2 separate regions of the Rattus norvegicus genome follow, and region 2 is linked to region 1. Evidence: chromatin contacts called from public Hi-C data. All regions are on one chromosome and are shown on one strand. The core of a region is the stretch at or near the end of the contact, and the rest is flanking DNA. Distances in the headings are between cores, read along the strand shown. Region 1 holds the start of Sdk2 (sidekick cell adhesion molecule 2). Region 2 has its middle 130 kb from the start of Sdk2.

What was found. Hi-C and Micro-C count contacts between places; a contact is called where the count stands out from the background.
Region 2: a contact with region 1 is called in a Hi-C map of frontal cortex, with 2.1 times the contacts expected there. The contact joins the enhancer-like site here to the promoter of Sdk2 in region 1. A contact is called at or near these places in 2 of 12 Hi-C or Micro-C datasets (Schwann cells and frontal cortex).

The regions. Positions count from the first base shown.
Region 1 is chr10:99,597,620-99,605,099 of GRCr8, reverse strand. It overlaps Sdk2 (sidekick cell adhesion molecule 2), which reads left to right and starts at 3,417. Exons shown (of 44, transcript NM_001413325.1): 1 at 3,417-4,632. The coding sequence starts at 4,560.
Region 2 is chr10:99,723,236-99,730,715 of GRCr8, reverse strand. No RefSeq gene overlaps it. Among named protein-coding and RNA genes, the nearest start is that of Sdk2, 130 kb to the right of the region's middle. Within about 2 kb of position 3,380, at least 10 of the 93 cell types and tissues checked have an H3K27ac peak or open chromatin away from gene starts, as enhancers often do.

The DNA.
Region 1 (7,480 bases), core at 2,168-4,667:
CTGCCTCCTCAACTACAGCCAGACAGCCGTGGGAGTGGGCTTCACAGACGTGGGTGGGACCCTGTAGCTTGAGCAGGAGCCACCGACAGCGAAGGACTCGGGTGACTTATGTATGCTGGGAGCGTCTGTCTGTGCCTCCAGGGTGTCCCCACTGGTCCCTGATGCCACCCAGTGCTTGTGGAACACACAGTCTGATCCTGTAATTGAACACTCTGTTCTAGCTCCTGTTACACCAGAGATGGAAACAGAAAAAAATTTTTTTCTTTTCTTTTTTTTTTTTTACACAGTAACCACATCAAAAAGCCGACTCTGCCTGACCTATCCTGAGCTCTGTTTATGTGAAAGGGAACAGAGGCTGGGCTTCCTGTCCAAGGCTGGGAAAGAGGGGATGCTCTTCTGTGAGAGCAAACAGCCTCCCTACCTGCTCCAGCCATCGTCTTCCTCCTGGATACAATAGCAATGTGTCCCCTCTGCTATGACATCTCCCTGGCCAATAACACCCTCTCACTAACAAGTATGGTGTAGAGGCGGTCCTTGTGTTCCACAATGTTCTCCTAGGAGAGGTGACATTTTAACCACTTTAACTAAAGGGATCCCGTAGGCATTCTGGAGCAGCCAGGAATGAATTCTGCTGCTGCTGTTGGCCTCCGTCTAAGTTCAGAGGCAAACACACAGAGAGAAGTCTTGCCCCAGGACTAGTCCTGATGGTGGCGGGAGATGGGACCTACATAAAGGAGGAGACTCAGTTGTCCCCAGAGCATTGCAGGAGAGCTGTATCCTCTATCTGTGCATCCAGTTGAAGGGGTGGGGTGACAATGGGAGTGGGGTGGGTGCAGAGCCTAGAAAGACACACAGACCTTCCTGATGGGGTACCCACAGTAGCGTCACCTTCTGTATCCTTCTGTGTGTGTGTGTGTGTGTGTGTGTGTTCACATGCGTGCATATATGTGTTCTAATGTGAAGGTGCACATATGTGTACATTTGTATGGAGGACACAGGGCAGGTTAAGCTGTCCATCCTCAGGTGCTGTCGACCTTGCTTTTTAAGATACGCTCTCGTCGAGCAAGTCGGTTAGACTGTCTGGTCAGGAATCCACCGGTCTTCATCCCCCCTAGCACAGGGGTTTCACATAAGCCCCACTATCTGGCCTTCTGTGAGGCAGGTTCTCGGGGAGGGTATGAAACTCAGGGGCTCCAATGTTTTACCCACTAAGCTATCTTCCTAGTCCTCTGGAAACCTAACTATTCTAGGGGCACCAACAATGAGGGAAAGGTGTCTGCAGGTGACTTTTCCAGAAATAAGTTCCTCTCAGGGGGATTAGAAGAAATCTACCTTTCTGGAATTGCATAGGCTGAGGCGCTCCCCAAATCCTCTCTCTTTTCCAGAAGTGTGGAAGTAGACTGGCTGAGAGGTTCGGGAATAGGTCCTCCCCTTAACCACGCGGGCATGAAAGACTGCCTACAAAGACAAGAGAGCACCCTCCCTTTCCTCGTCCTACCGTGGAGATAAAGCGTCTAGATCGGTAAAACGGACGCACCTGGCTGTGCCAAAAGGTCTACTCTTAGGAAGGGCACGAATGCTCTCTGGGGCCTGAGAGGAGCTAACTCAGACTCTTACAGTTACAAGCCTGAGCACTGGACCCAAATGGAGAAATCCAGCAAGATTTCAGACATTAGTACCCACATGAACTCCAGCCCAAGGGCACAGACAGTCTCTCCGCTCGGATTGCTGGCTAAGAAGCAGTTGCTGCAAAACTGACTCTCAGGCCCCCTCTGTGAGCAATCCGTGCAACAACACCCTGAAGAACAGCTGTTCCTGATGGGCTGGGCAGGGCCTGAGCTCTCAAGCGTGTATTGCCGAGTCTGGGGGTTGGAGCTAGGGAGGCAGAATCTTGGCTTCTCGGCGACGGGAGGGGCGTGGCCACCGAGGGGGAAGAGAGCTAGGCTGCCTGCCCCTAAAGCCACTCACTTTTGGGTGAAAAACTCAGCCGCACAGCAAGCACTGGGCCTGGACAGGGCACAGGCTGTCAGGGGAAAAGGCAAAAGCAGCGTTTGAAGTGGACGAATATAAACCCGAAGATAGGCAGGCTGGCTTTTCATCTATTTCCACTAAATGCTCACAGTTCTTTCTTCCAAGGCAGGTGAGGAGAGACCGAGACCGGAAGAGCGATGAGATGTGTTCAGTGCCTCTATTCACTCCACAGCGAGGAGAAAAGGTGGCCCGGACTGGAGAGGATGAGGCAGAGCCCTCAAAGTCACTAAGATGCTTGAAGGGTAAAGACCAGAACAGGATGACAACAGGGGTGTGTCTCTAAAGACCTGGGCTCAGGGGGCATGAAGAGAAAGGTTGGCAAAGGCGAAGGTCCTCATTCCTTCCTTTTCCAGCCAAAATACCGAGCTTGCAAGGCTGACTTCTCCCAGCAGGCTCAGTGCCAGGGACTACACAGTCTTTTAGGAAACCCACGGAAATGTTTTAATTTCTTTTAAAATCAGGGGAAAAATTAAATGAACTTTTAAATGAAAGAAAATGTTTTAATATGTAGCAATATATTTGTTTTCATGCCAACACAGCCGCAAAATATTACTTTTAATATTTTTAATAGAGGAAAGAGCCCACGGAGGTAGAGACGCCTGTTGCCCGTGTATGCAACTGTTAAAGGGGTCTTACAGCTCCTGGCCTTCCCACACCGGAAGGTGCATTCTGCTCCCATTCGTGGGCCACGAGGGAGGACCCCTCTGGCTCTCTCCATTGTGTCTCCGCTGCCAATGTGCCTTTAAAGGGGAGCTCAGAAGAAGAAGAAACAAAGAACGCACGAGTTTGGCACCAGCTTCACTTTTTCAGCTTTCTGCAAGTCCCAGACTTTCCCTTTATCTTGCTCTCCGCCCTGAGCGTTTCCAGACTTTTAAAGAGTCTGACCTAGGAAGGAAAAACTGGAACCAACCGGCTGACCGACACATGCACACACACACACACACACACACACACACACACACACACACACACACACACACACACACCCTTCCCAAACTGTCCTGCCCCGTCATGTCCAGAGGGGTGCTGGGGTCTCCTGCCTATGGGAGACTTGGATGAGGCCTTTGAGGGAGGGAGGGAGGAACGGAGGGAGGGAAGGCTGAAGCTAGAAGACAAGGCCAGAGAGAGCGACTCGCTCGCGGCCCGCACTACTGCCCTCCGGTGGGTCCCGGAGAAGCCAGGCGCCCGCGGCCGCGCACACGGATTGGGTTTCTGCGAGGCTCGCTCCCGGGCCTGGCTCAGGGCCGCCGCCGCCCCCTCCCTGCGCGCAGGCTGCGCTCCAGTCGCGGCCACGGGGTAGCGCTCGGCCCCCCTCTCCGCGTCTCCGCCTCCGCCGCGCTCGTCCCCGGCTCCCGCTGCCCCCGCAGCTCCGGCTCGACGCAGGCAGACTCTGAGGCTCGGCAGCAGAGCGGCTCTTAGGACGCTGAGCCCCGGCAGCCCAGGGCTCTAGGCTCCGCGAGGCAGCGGCTGCCGAGGTGGGCGAGCGGCAGGCGCGGAGGAGGCGCGGGAGCGGCCGCAGAGACTGGGGTCCCCGCGCTGGGCGAAAACGCCGGGCGGCCGAGGCGGCGCCGAAACCCCGGATCCCAGGACTGCCGGCCGGGCTCTCCCGGTGCAGCTCGCGCCGACCTCCATCCCGGGTGCGGCGGAGAGCAGGACCCGCCGGTCTTCTCCTCCCGATCGCCCGCAAGAGGCTCCGCGCCCGAGCACTGGCTGGAACCCGGGTCGCCCAGCCCGGTACCCGAACCGGGCATCTATCCCTGCCCGCAGCTGGCGCAGACATGGGTGCACGGGGCTGCGCGCCGGGCCGTGGGACCCGCAAAGTTTGGTAGTCGGAGGTGCTCAGAGCTTAGGGCGAGCCCCGCACTGAAGCCCCAGGGGACGTATCCCCCGAAATCACTGAATTGGGTGCGAGGACCGTGGAGCTCTGAAGGGTGGCTTGGCCCTGCCAGATGCCTTCTGCAAAGTTAGAAGAGAAGAAAACTTCGGCTCCGGCTCCGGGGAGATTCGGACCGTTATGCTAACCGCGCCCCCGGAGCCCTGCGCCCCATCTCAAAGACACCCGGCGCCCGCGCCTGCCACTGTGTTCTGCTAGCATCCAGTCCCAGGGGCCGGGCGTCTGGAACCGTGGTGACTACGTCGGCCCGGGAGAACCCAACCAGGGGGCGGGGAGGGGCGGGAGGCGGGCAACGTGGCCATCAGAAGGAAGTTTCCTGAAGTTGTCCTCTCATTCCGGAGCTCATCTAGCGACCAGGCCGGATCGCAGGGGTCGCCCTGCCTTCGAGAAGTAGTCTGAGTCGGGGTGCTAAGAAATACAGGCACCCCGAGTTTGAGAGGAGGCTTGGCCTCTTTCTCCTCTCCCCTCGACTTACGGAATAGCCAGCACAGAAAGAGGAGAAAGCATTTGGGGTCGCTGGTGCGGTCCCTACGGTCATAGCGTCCAGGACTTGGCCACGCAGTCTCCCGGGACCCCACAGGATTATAAAGCAACTCGCAAAGAGGAGGGCACAGCAGAGGACCCCTCCGTCAGGATGCCCAGCATGTGGAGGCTGCCGATCTGGACTCTACTGGCCCTGCATCGGATCCACTCAGCCGGGGCCCAAGGTATGGTATGGGCGACTTTCTCCACGTGGAACTGGAGAAGGGGTTCGGGTGGGCGGAAGAGAGGTGTCCCCTTAAGACACCGCGTTTGGCCCAAGCTGGACCATTTCGTGTACGTCTCAATGCTCCCGCTTCTTCGACTTTTGGGGCTCTCTTTGGGGTGGGGCAGTGTCCCCGGTACTTCTGGCCTCTCTGGACCGGAAAGGTGAGGTGGCCAGGGGGAGGTGGAGAAAAGCGGAGGTGCGGTAGGTGGACCTCTATAGATACCCTCTGACTGGGGTAGGAGGGGCGCGTCATTTCATGTCTTGGCTCCACTGAACTCCCTAAGCTCCTCATCCTGCTCGACGTCCGACAGGAAGGGCAAAACCATACCAGGCAGGCACTGGGTAGTCCCGGGGTGAGAAGATGGGGCAGGCAGAAGCTGGGAAGAAGCCGTAGTCGGGGCTCGCTTGATTTTTCCTTCAAGAGCAGCTACTCTACTTGACCACATATGGGAGCCCGCGCCTGGCTGCCTAGCCAGCCGCGGGAGCTGGGGCGGTTTGGCGGCGTGGTCCTGGAGCCCAGTGGCGAGGACAGCGGCAGATCACCCCCACCCCCACCACCGACACACCCAGCGGGCAGCCCCAGCCTTCAGCTTCCACTGCTAGTTGGGTGTCTGGCCCCTGCCGCTTTGATCTGTAGCTACCCCGAGCAGACAGCCTGGCGATGAAGGGCTAGTGGGTGTGCAGAGGGTGTGTTGAAAGGAGGTGTGATGGGGTTGTCCTTCCCCGCCTCCTGAGGCGGACGCCTGCACATCTCTGGGGTCCCCTGGAGGGTCGTGGTAGGCTAGGCTGCACCGAGCTTTCTTGGGTTTGGGGTTCGAAGATCCAGATGGTAGTGGCCGTGGTGGCCGAGCGGCGCCTGCTGGGGGCAAAGGGAGAAGTAGTCTAGATTGAATCCCCAGACTCACCGGTTTAGCTTTAGATCCCTTTGATTTTCCAGACTCACAGGAAGCCAGGAGCCGGGAGTGGGGCCGTGGGGGGACTGGGATGGCGCTGCAATCTCCCTACAGAGCCTTTCTCCTCTTCTGGGGTCCCGGGACCTCAGAAAAGAAGGGTCGCCACCGTGTCCCAAGCCAGGCAAGCGTCAGAGCCAAGATCAGAGATGAAAATGATCCGTTGTCGCTCACGGGGCTGAGGAGAGGACTTTTTACAAGGCAATTTAGGTAAAAGCACTTCGAAATTTTCTAATGAGCGCCATAAATGTAAGGCAATAAAAGTTATTATTTTTATAGTGGTCGTAAAATCTTCCAGTAGGCAGGGACCTCAGAGGTCATCGAATTCTTGTAGCCATTTAACTGATGGGGAAACTGAGGCCCTGTGCAACAAACTTACCTTCCCAAGAGCACTCCGGTACACAGGATAGGTGTTCAGATGGAGACCTGGTCAGTTCTGAGCTTCTTTCTCTAGCGGGTACTTCCGTAGCCTCTCGTCTAGGGTGAGACCGTGGTGAGGCCGTGGGGACCCAGGACAATGGCCTTGACAGAGTTGGAATGGGGTGTCCTCCACTCTGGGTAGCAGGTCAACTTTTCTGAGATGGCCATGGAGGGAGGGGTCTCTGAGGGGTAGCAACCTGTGTGGAACCCTCTAGCTCCACCTTCCTGCAGACTGACTCCACCATGACTGTGTGACTTGTTGGAGGGGCAGGTAGCTCACTAATTGGTCTCCCATCTAGGACCAGGCCCTTGTGGAGTCCCCAGAGCACCTCTCAGTGTGGTCACATCTCAGGCACCTCGTCAGCTGCCCACCTTCCTAAGGTCAAGACACCAGTGTCTTACTGAACTTAATGGCTTCCCGGTCCCATGCCTCTCCCAGGAAGCGCTCCATTCTCCTGACAGGATCAGAGAAGCACTTTTCTGACACCCCCCTACACACACACACACACACACACACACACACACACACACACACACACACACACACACACACACATACTGGTAGCTATTTCCTCTCAGTGCAGGGCTGCCCAAGCCCCTTCTGCTCTGATTATAATCTCTAGCTCTTTGGATGTTTGCTTGTCAGCACTGCCCCCCTCCTTCCATTTGTCGCCCTGCAGAGAATTGTGGGAAGAAAATTTCTGGACTCCACCTGGGGGGTGGGGAGCAATGCTGGGCTGCTATCCAAGGGGTGAGGTTAGGGCACGGGGTCTTTTTTAAAAATCTGCTTTGGGGTTAGGTTGTTTTTTTTTTTTTTTTTTTTTTTGCCTCTAAGTTCCTGCCATTAATTCTTTGAGAAGAGTTAAAACCTCCAGCATCTCTCTGACCCTATAGGGTCTGTCCTGCAGCCAGGGCACACACAGGGATGCCCAGCAGCTGCTTCTCCTTTGAAACAAGTGCCCTGAGGTTGCTCCTGGCGGGTATTATGGAGACTTTTGCCTAGTTCTTTTTCCATGTGCTGCACTAAGCTGCATTACCTGGTTGTACTGAAAACCATCATTCGGTCATTTCTCCTAAAATCAATCTTACGTGATTCCAGCTCGTTTCCCAGACAAAATTCAGTCATCCCATTGAAAAATGCATTCTCTCCCAAACTGGAAAGGAGGGGCTCTTGTGATCTGGCAAAGACAGCTGTGGAGATATTTCTGCAAGACTCTCAGTCACTGGAAGCCTCAGTTTCCCCATCTGTACCTCGGGTGCACTGACTCCCTCTTTGTAGGTTTGGCATGGCTTAGAAGGATTCCAGGGAGAGGCCCCTGCAAGTCCTTCACATACACACACACACACACACACACACACACACACACACGCACGCGCACACACACAGTGAGACACACACACAAAGTGAGAGAGGGAGAAAGAGAGAGAGAGAGAGAG
Region 2 (7,480 bases), core at 2,131-4,630, 130 kb before region 1:
TTAGATTTCTCTCGGGCGTCTCTATTCTGGTGCCTGGCTGAGTTCTGAAGTGCGTTCACTGATCTTCCCATGCCCGGGTTCTGACCCAGTTAGCATAGTGCCTTCAAAATGAGGGCTGCTGCCTTCTGCTAAAGTAGCCACCCGTTCCGCTCTGGGGTCATGGAGGGACAGTGCAGCTGAGCAGGTATGATTGCTTGAGTTCCTCTTCATATGGGGTCCAGAGCCCTGAATTTGGCCCGGGAGAGAACCTTTAGGTTGTCCAGGCACCACAAGGGTGCCAAGCCCCAGGTCAAGGCCACACCTAGCAGCATTGCTGTCTGGATTCTGTGCTATTCCTGAAGCCTCCATCCACATGACCCTCACTCAGTTTTCAAACACAAGGTAAGTCACCTCCTCTAGGAAGCCTCCCCAGACTCTTTTTTGTATATGTGCATTGTGTTGTGTCTGTGCATAGGTGTACTTACGTGTGTGACCACGTGTGTGTATAAAAGCCAGAGCAATACTTGGGTGTCTTCTTTTACAATTCTCTACCTCCTTACCAGGAACAGGGTCTTTTGCTGAACTGGAAACGTACCTTTTTAGCTAGACTGGCTGGCCACTGAGCCCTCAGGATCTACCTGTCTGTACCCTAAACAATATTGGAGTTACAAGCATTGTGCCAACAGAACTGTGTGAGAGTGTGTGTGTGTGTGTGTGTGTGTGATATGTTTGGGTGTTCACATGCTTGTCAGAGCAGCATGTTTGTCTGGTGTCTGCAGAGGCCAGAAGAAGGCATCGGATCCCTTTGAACTGGCCATTACAGTTGTGAGCCAGCATGTAGGTGCTGGGATTTGAACCTGGGTCCTCTGGAAAAGCAGCCATTGCTCTTAACCACTGATCAGAATTTGGGCTCTTTAGGTCTATTTTTCGGCCAGCTCTCTCCTGAAGACCCAGGGTCTCAGTTACAGCTGTGGTGTCCCTGACATTCACTCAAAACCAGTAGTGTGAACCGGAGCCCCAGTTCAACCATTGCTAAAGTTCCCACAGCACCTAGCTAGGCCTTGCATACAGTGGGTGGCCAATAAGTGTGGTCTGAATTAGATCAGGACTGAGTTGGTAGCTCTTCAAGGCCCCATCTCTACCGTGCTTTGCTGTTGCCCAGGTCTCACCTTGGTTCCATTCAGCTCAGTTTTCAGCCCAGCAGCCTCTCCTCCCTCTCTCCCTTGCCTCCCCAGAGTCCCCTCTGCACCTGCTTAACACTCAGTTACCATCATTCCACCTCTGCCAGCCGGGAATTAATTCCCCAAGTTACCACTGCATAAAACCAAACTCTCTTTTTATGGTCTCTGCATGTGATGCCCTTTCTTTTTATGCAGGCCCCACCGCACTGCTGGAGAATAAATAAATACAGTGTAACTTTGCGCAGCTTTTATTTACTGCAAGCTACAGACTCCCTGGGTCTGGCCTTACACAGAAGCCCAGCGGTTGTAGCCAGGTGCAGGGAAGGTGAGGAAAAAGGGAGGATTTTGGGCTTCTGACTTCTAAGGTGTGAAGCTCCCTAGATCTTCTGCATATCCTCAGCAGAGTTCTCAGAATCCTTTCTGGTGCGTGCGTGCGTGTTTGAGTGCACATGGGAAGATGTTTATGCGTGATGTCAGAGGTCAGCCTCCATTGTAATTCCATAGGATGCCATCCTATCTTGTTGTAACGTCTTGGTTAATTGTCTAGGTTGCTCACATCATGCCCCGGGAATCTGCCTGCTTCCCTAGCACCAGGGTTACATCCACCTGCCACCATCAACGTCTTTGTTTTACAAGGGATCTCGGGATTGAGCTCAGGTCCCCACATTTGCATGGCCACGCCCTTTATCTATTTAGGCCTCTTCCTGCTCACCTCCTGCTGTCTTAGCAGGGCCCCCAGAGCTGCAACTGAAAGGAGTATCCACTGGGTAAAAAATCACGCCAAGCCCCGGCCTGTAGAGGCCGAGATGGTGCATTTGTTTTTCCCTTTCCACCCCAGGAAAAAGCGCAAGAGAGCATTTCTCTGGGGCTTCCACCGGACGCGGATGCTGATGTCTATAAGCACCCTGGGAAGTGAGCCTCCTACTGGAGTTCAGCCGTCTTTGCACAAACTCCCATCTTGCTTGCGTCTAGCTCCCCCAGGGGGACCTAGATTTTCTGTTTCCACTTTCTGTTCCTGTTTGCTTGGGATCTCTCGCACTGTGTTTTCATCTCTCGCACACTGTGTTTTCCATCAGACAAATGGGAGGATATCTCTGTTGTCCTGTTTCCCACAGAAAGACCTGGTCAGATCAAGTGGCCGCCCTGTGGTTGGGATGGAGGCACCCATCTGAGGAACAAGCCCCAGCTTGATGTTCCTGTTGATTCCTTTGTAATCTATCTACCTTCTGCAGAGTCTACCTCTGCCAACCGCCATCTTTTTTTTAAAAGCAAGCACCTGGGCTGGAGAGATGGCTCGGTGTGTAAAGTGTTTTCCACAAGATCATGAAAACCTGAGTTTAAGCCCCAGAAATCATGCAACAACAACGATGACAACAACAACAACAACAACGGCCAGGCATGGGGGCATGTTTGTAGTCCCAGCTCCGGGGAGAGACAGGAAAATTCCTGGGGCACACTGGACAGACAATCTACCCTAGCTTGTCAGCTCAGGGTCTCAGTGAGAGAAGCTTCCTCAAAAACCAAAGTGGCCTTCACTCCTGAGGCAGAGGCAAGCAGATCTCTGTGAGTTCAAGGCCAACCTGGTCTGTATAGAAAGCTCCAGGCTGTGCTTTGTCTCTCAAGTATTGCTGGGCGTCCTGTTGTCAACCTGCCAGTCCTATCCATGTCCAAGGATTGGTCTTTCAGAGGAGATTGTGGGGTCTGTGGGAACTCTGCTGACTTAAAAGGATTATGGTATCACTCCTCCCGCTGTGACCTAAGACTATGGAGGTAGCTGTCCCCTCTGGGACAGGGAGCTGCCTTTCCTTTCTGTCCTAGAATCCCCCACACTTAAGCTTCTTCAGCCTCTCCCTAGAATCCAGCTCTCAGGGCCCCTGTGGACTCAGCTCCCCTGAGCAGCTGCCTGCTAGCTCACACTTGCTTCCCACCCGTGTGTGTGTGTGTGTGTGTGTGTGTGTGTGTGTGTGTGTGTTCGAGCGCGTGCAGGAACAGCAGAGTAGCTCCAGGGCCAGTTTCCACACCCACCTTTGCAGCTGTCACACATGATGCCACTGTGGCCCTAGCTCCCTGGGGGAACTAACACACAGCCAGGGTGAATCTATATCTGGGGCTTCCCAAATGCTACACCCCCAATCTTGTTGCTCCCCAACCTCCATGAGAAGTTCCCGGAGCTGGGAGAGCAGCTATTTTAGAGATAATTGCTTAATTAGGGGAAAATTACTTAAATTTCAGTGGCAGCATCAGCAGAAGCAGCGGCAGAGATGGTCCTAAAAGCTTGGAATCCAGTTTCCTCAGAGAGGAGAGCTTTGCTCACACCACGCCCATGGCTGCTTCTCCAGGAGGACAGAGAGAGAAGGAGCTGTGTGCCAGGGGCCTTCAGAGCGTTCCCACACACACACACACACACACACACACACACACACACACACACAGTATGCATGCATATGCACGTCTTCCTAACCAAAAGCTTGGCCAAGCCCTGCTAGAAGCCGGTAAACTCCTGTTTTTGTTAAAGGCAGGAGACGGCACGAGTTATGATCAAATAGTTTTCCCTTTAAGCGCATGCCTGTCCAATTCCCAATGCTCTGTGTGATGGTGAGGGGTGGAGCATTAGAAGGTGGTTTCGGTTTAATGGTGGGCCCCTCATAAGTGTCTTTATTAAGAAAAGGCAGGCTTCAGGCTGCGTTAGATGCCTCAGAAGGTAAAGATGCTTACGACCAAGCCTGGTAACCCGTATCCCATCTCCAGCTTCTGTCTGGTGGAAGGAGAGAACTGACTCCCTCAAGTCATCCTCCGACTTCCGCATGTGTGCTGCTGGCACCCATGCTGCACACACAGGGGCAGATGCACACACATCCACAGAGGCACAGAACAAACACTCACAATAAACACATAAGAGGGAAGAACTGAACTTTCCTCTCTCCCTCCCTCCTCCCCCACCCAATACCAACACTTCGATATCACGCTTCAGCCTTTCAGAATATTGAGCTTTGAATGTCAGTTGCTAAACCTGAAACCCAAGCCTACAGTACTTTATTAAGAAGACCAGGCTTAGACAACACTGTGAAAACTGATGGTAAAATCCTGGCCCTGCTGGCTGCCTGGTGCCTGCTGTAGCTACTCAGCTGGGCACCACGAAGAGTGCAAGCACGAACAGCTTGTCCACAGGAGGACACAGACAGCTGTGTTCCAAGAAACGGAGTATGGGGGTGGGGCGGTGCTGACCCCTGAACCACGGTTTGCCAGCATGGAAGCTGACTTGGGGGACACAGCTGCTGTATCAGCTCGAGAGTCCTCAGTGCCATGGGTAAGAGCCTCTGGGAATGGTCCAGCCCTCCGCTAGCCCAGGTGGCTCCCAGCAGGAACTGTATTTGGCTTTGAGGCTGTTGTGGATGTGAATAAGAGCTTTAGGGACATGGAGTTCTTGCGATGTGATCTCCTGCCAGGTATTGAACTCTGAGTGTTTCCATTTTCCTGTCTCCAAATTGATAATAATTGTCACTCCTTCCTGCCAGGGTCACGAAGGTAATGAATTCAGACGGTGCAGGGATGAGGAGCTGCCCTGCATTGTGGGCTGGCTGGCACAGGCTTCCAGGAGCAGGACTTGGGGAAATGAGTTTGGGTGTCAGTGTTTGGACTTCCAAGAATGCTCTTTGTAAAAAAGCTTTTGGGGGTGTCCAACCAGCTGTCTAGGGGCCACGTGCACCCCGGATAGTTATGAAGGCAGCCCAACACACAAAATGATAAACTTGGTTGTCACAGCGTCAGGTTGATTATTTATTTTGCAATTCTTTTAATTATCTGATTTTTTTAAATTATTGTGTATCTGTAGGTGAGTATGTCAGTACAGATTGTGTGTGTGTGTGTGCCACTGAATACGTGTGGAAACCAGAAGACTGTAGGCACACATTTTTCTCTTTAATAAGGTTCAACCTCACCTCTAGCTCACCACCCACCAGAGGTAGTGGGAGAAAGGTTATTAGGATACAGGAGTAGCAGAGCTGCTTAGAAGTAGTTCTTTGGGGGCGATTCCAATCTTCCTTGTTGGGGTATCAGCAGCCCAGCCCTCTAGCAAAACACCAACACAAACCAGCAGCCTCGGTCCAGTCCACTCAGCAATCAATCCCCACTCACAAATCAGCAACAGCAGTTCTATCGAGAAGAAACCACAGGGTCCACCGCTGAAGCCGTAAGCAGCCGCAGGAACTTCACGAGAAGTTCTTAACAGTTGAGTTTCTCTCCACGGAGTCACCACAAGCAAAGCTCAGCAATGCATCGTAAGGTGAACCAGTACATGCGTGTCCTCAGCGAAGAATAACGAGGCAGAGCAAAGGGAACCAGTACTTGAGCTCCCACTGTCTGTAGGGTCATATTTATACTCCTCCATCAAGCGACCTTTCATATGTTTGCAGTATCCAAACATCCTTTCATCTGTGTCTGCTTCAGGAAAACACTCTTTTTCCCATGTGTGCCCTAGCAAAACATCCTTTCACCTGTGTGCTCCAGCGACATGATTTGACATAGCTGACTCTCCAAGGAAGCCAGAAGTTTCCACTTCAGATAGTGCTTTAGCTAGTTCCTTCCATCCATCTTGCTTTTGGAGACAGGACCTTTGCTGATGCTCTGCTCTCCAGCTGACCCAGAGCTCCTGGGCGAGCCTCCTGCCTCACCCTGTGTCTCACCACAGGATGCTGGGCTCATAGCTGCCTACCACTGCATCCAGCCTGTTAAGTGGGTTCTAGGGACTATCATTGGGCCTACATAGTAAACACTTTTACCCTCGAAGCCGTCGTCTGGCTAGCCCACCTGCATGGTCCTTGAGTGTAAATTTTGTTGATGATAATGTGACCCAGAAAAGTCAAAAAGTGGGACAGCCCTGTAAGAGGTCTGTCTCCTCTTCCACCTGAGCCTACTACCATCTCTTCTCCTTTCTAATTGTGATCTTCAGTACCCATTCTGACCGGCTGGCCCCAGGCTTGCAGTGAGCCTTGTCCTGAAGGGAGACACCCTTTTCTGGAAGGTAGCACAAGATCTTTGCCATTTGGGACACCCAGGGCCCACCTGGGTTTGCCTTCATTTCTCCTCTTTCTCCCCTGACTCTCACCTTCCAGGTTGCCCCAAGACAACTCCTCTGACTGCCAGAAGCCCACACACCCTCTTCTAAAGTCCCGCCCCATGGCCTAGAGAGGAGGTTTGGTGTGAAAGCTACAGCATGGTGAAGCCGGACTTTAGAATGAGATATTCATTTCACTCCCAGTGCCGGGAGAGATGGTGTGTGTCTGCTTAAGGGCCAGCAGGCTGCTCAGTGTGGGGAAGCGAGGGGACAGGAGGGAAACTCCAACCAGAACAAGGAACTGGAGATGGTAGAGCCTGAGGGATTGGAACTGCGAGCGCAGGAAGTGGGAGCCAGGAAGCTGGGAGATAGCTCCGTTTGCTGTACGAGGATGTAGATGTGAGCTCGGGTCCTCAGCACCCACATAAAAACTCTGGGCACTACGGCATGTGCCTGTAAGCCTAGGACTGGGGAGATAGAGAAAGGAGGATTCCTGGAGCTTGCTGGCCTGTCAGTGGAACCTAGGTGGTGAGCCCCAGATCCCCGAGTTAGACCTTATCTCAAAAAATAACGTGGGGAGTTGACTGAGGCAGAACCCTGACATGTATCTCTGGCCTCTACACCCATGCACACATGTGTTTATGAACACAAATACATGCGCACACACATACATGCACACACATGCACACACATGAATGCATGCACAGACAGTCAGTCAGAAGCAAGAACTATTTGAGACCCAGGTCCCAGGGGAGCCGCATGCCAGGGCTCAGAAAACTCAGGAAATAGTATCTCACCATGGACCCAAAACCAGCATTAGCATCTCAGTCCTGGGACAGTAGTTTCAACGGGGGGGGGGGGGGCTTCTGCTCATTCTCAAGTGGGAACTGGGGAGCAGGTGGTGTGTGAGTGAGGAACAGGGTAGAGAGTCACGCTGGTGTCCATGTGTTAGTGAGTGGCCCAAGACCCAGACTTCAGGCTCTACCCGGGAAACCATTCCAGTGTGAATCCAGCAGTGTGTGCCTAAGACATGACTCAGCAGCACAAGGTCTAGAGAGAATTACCCCTAAGCCCCAGTCAAATATTTTGTGTGGTTTAAATACTGTCTCGTTCGGTGGCTCTCAACCTTCCTAATGCTTCGACCCTTTGGTACAGTTCTTCATGTCGTCATGACCCCAATGATAAAATTATTCCTTTGCTACTTGATTAACTATGAGTTTGCTACTGTTATGAATACTAATATGGATATCTGACCCTGTGGGGGTTG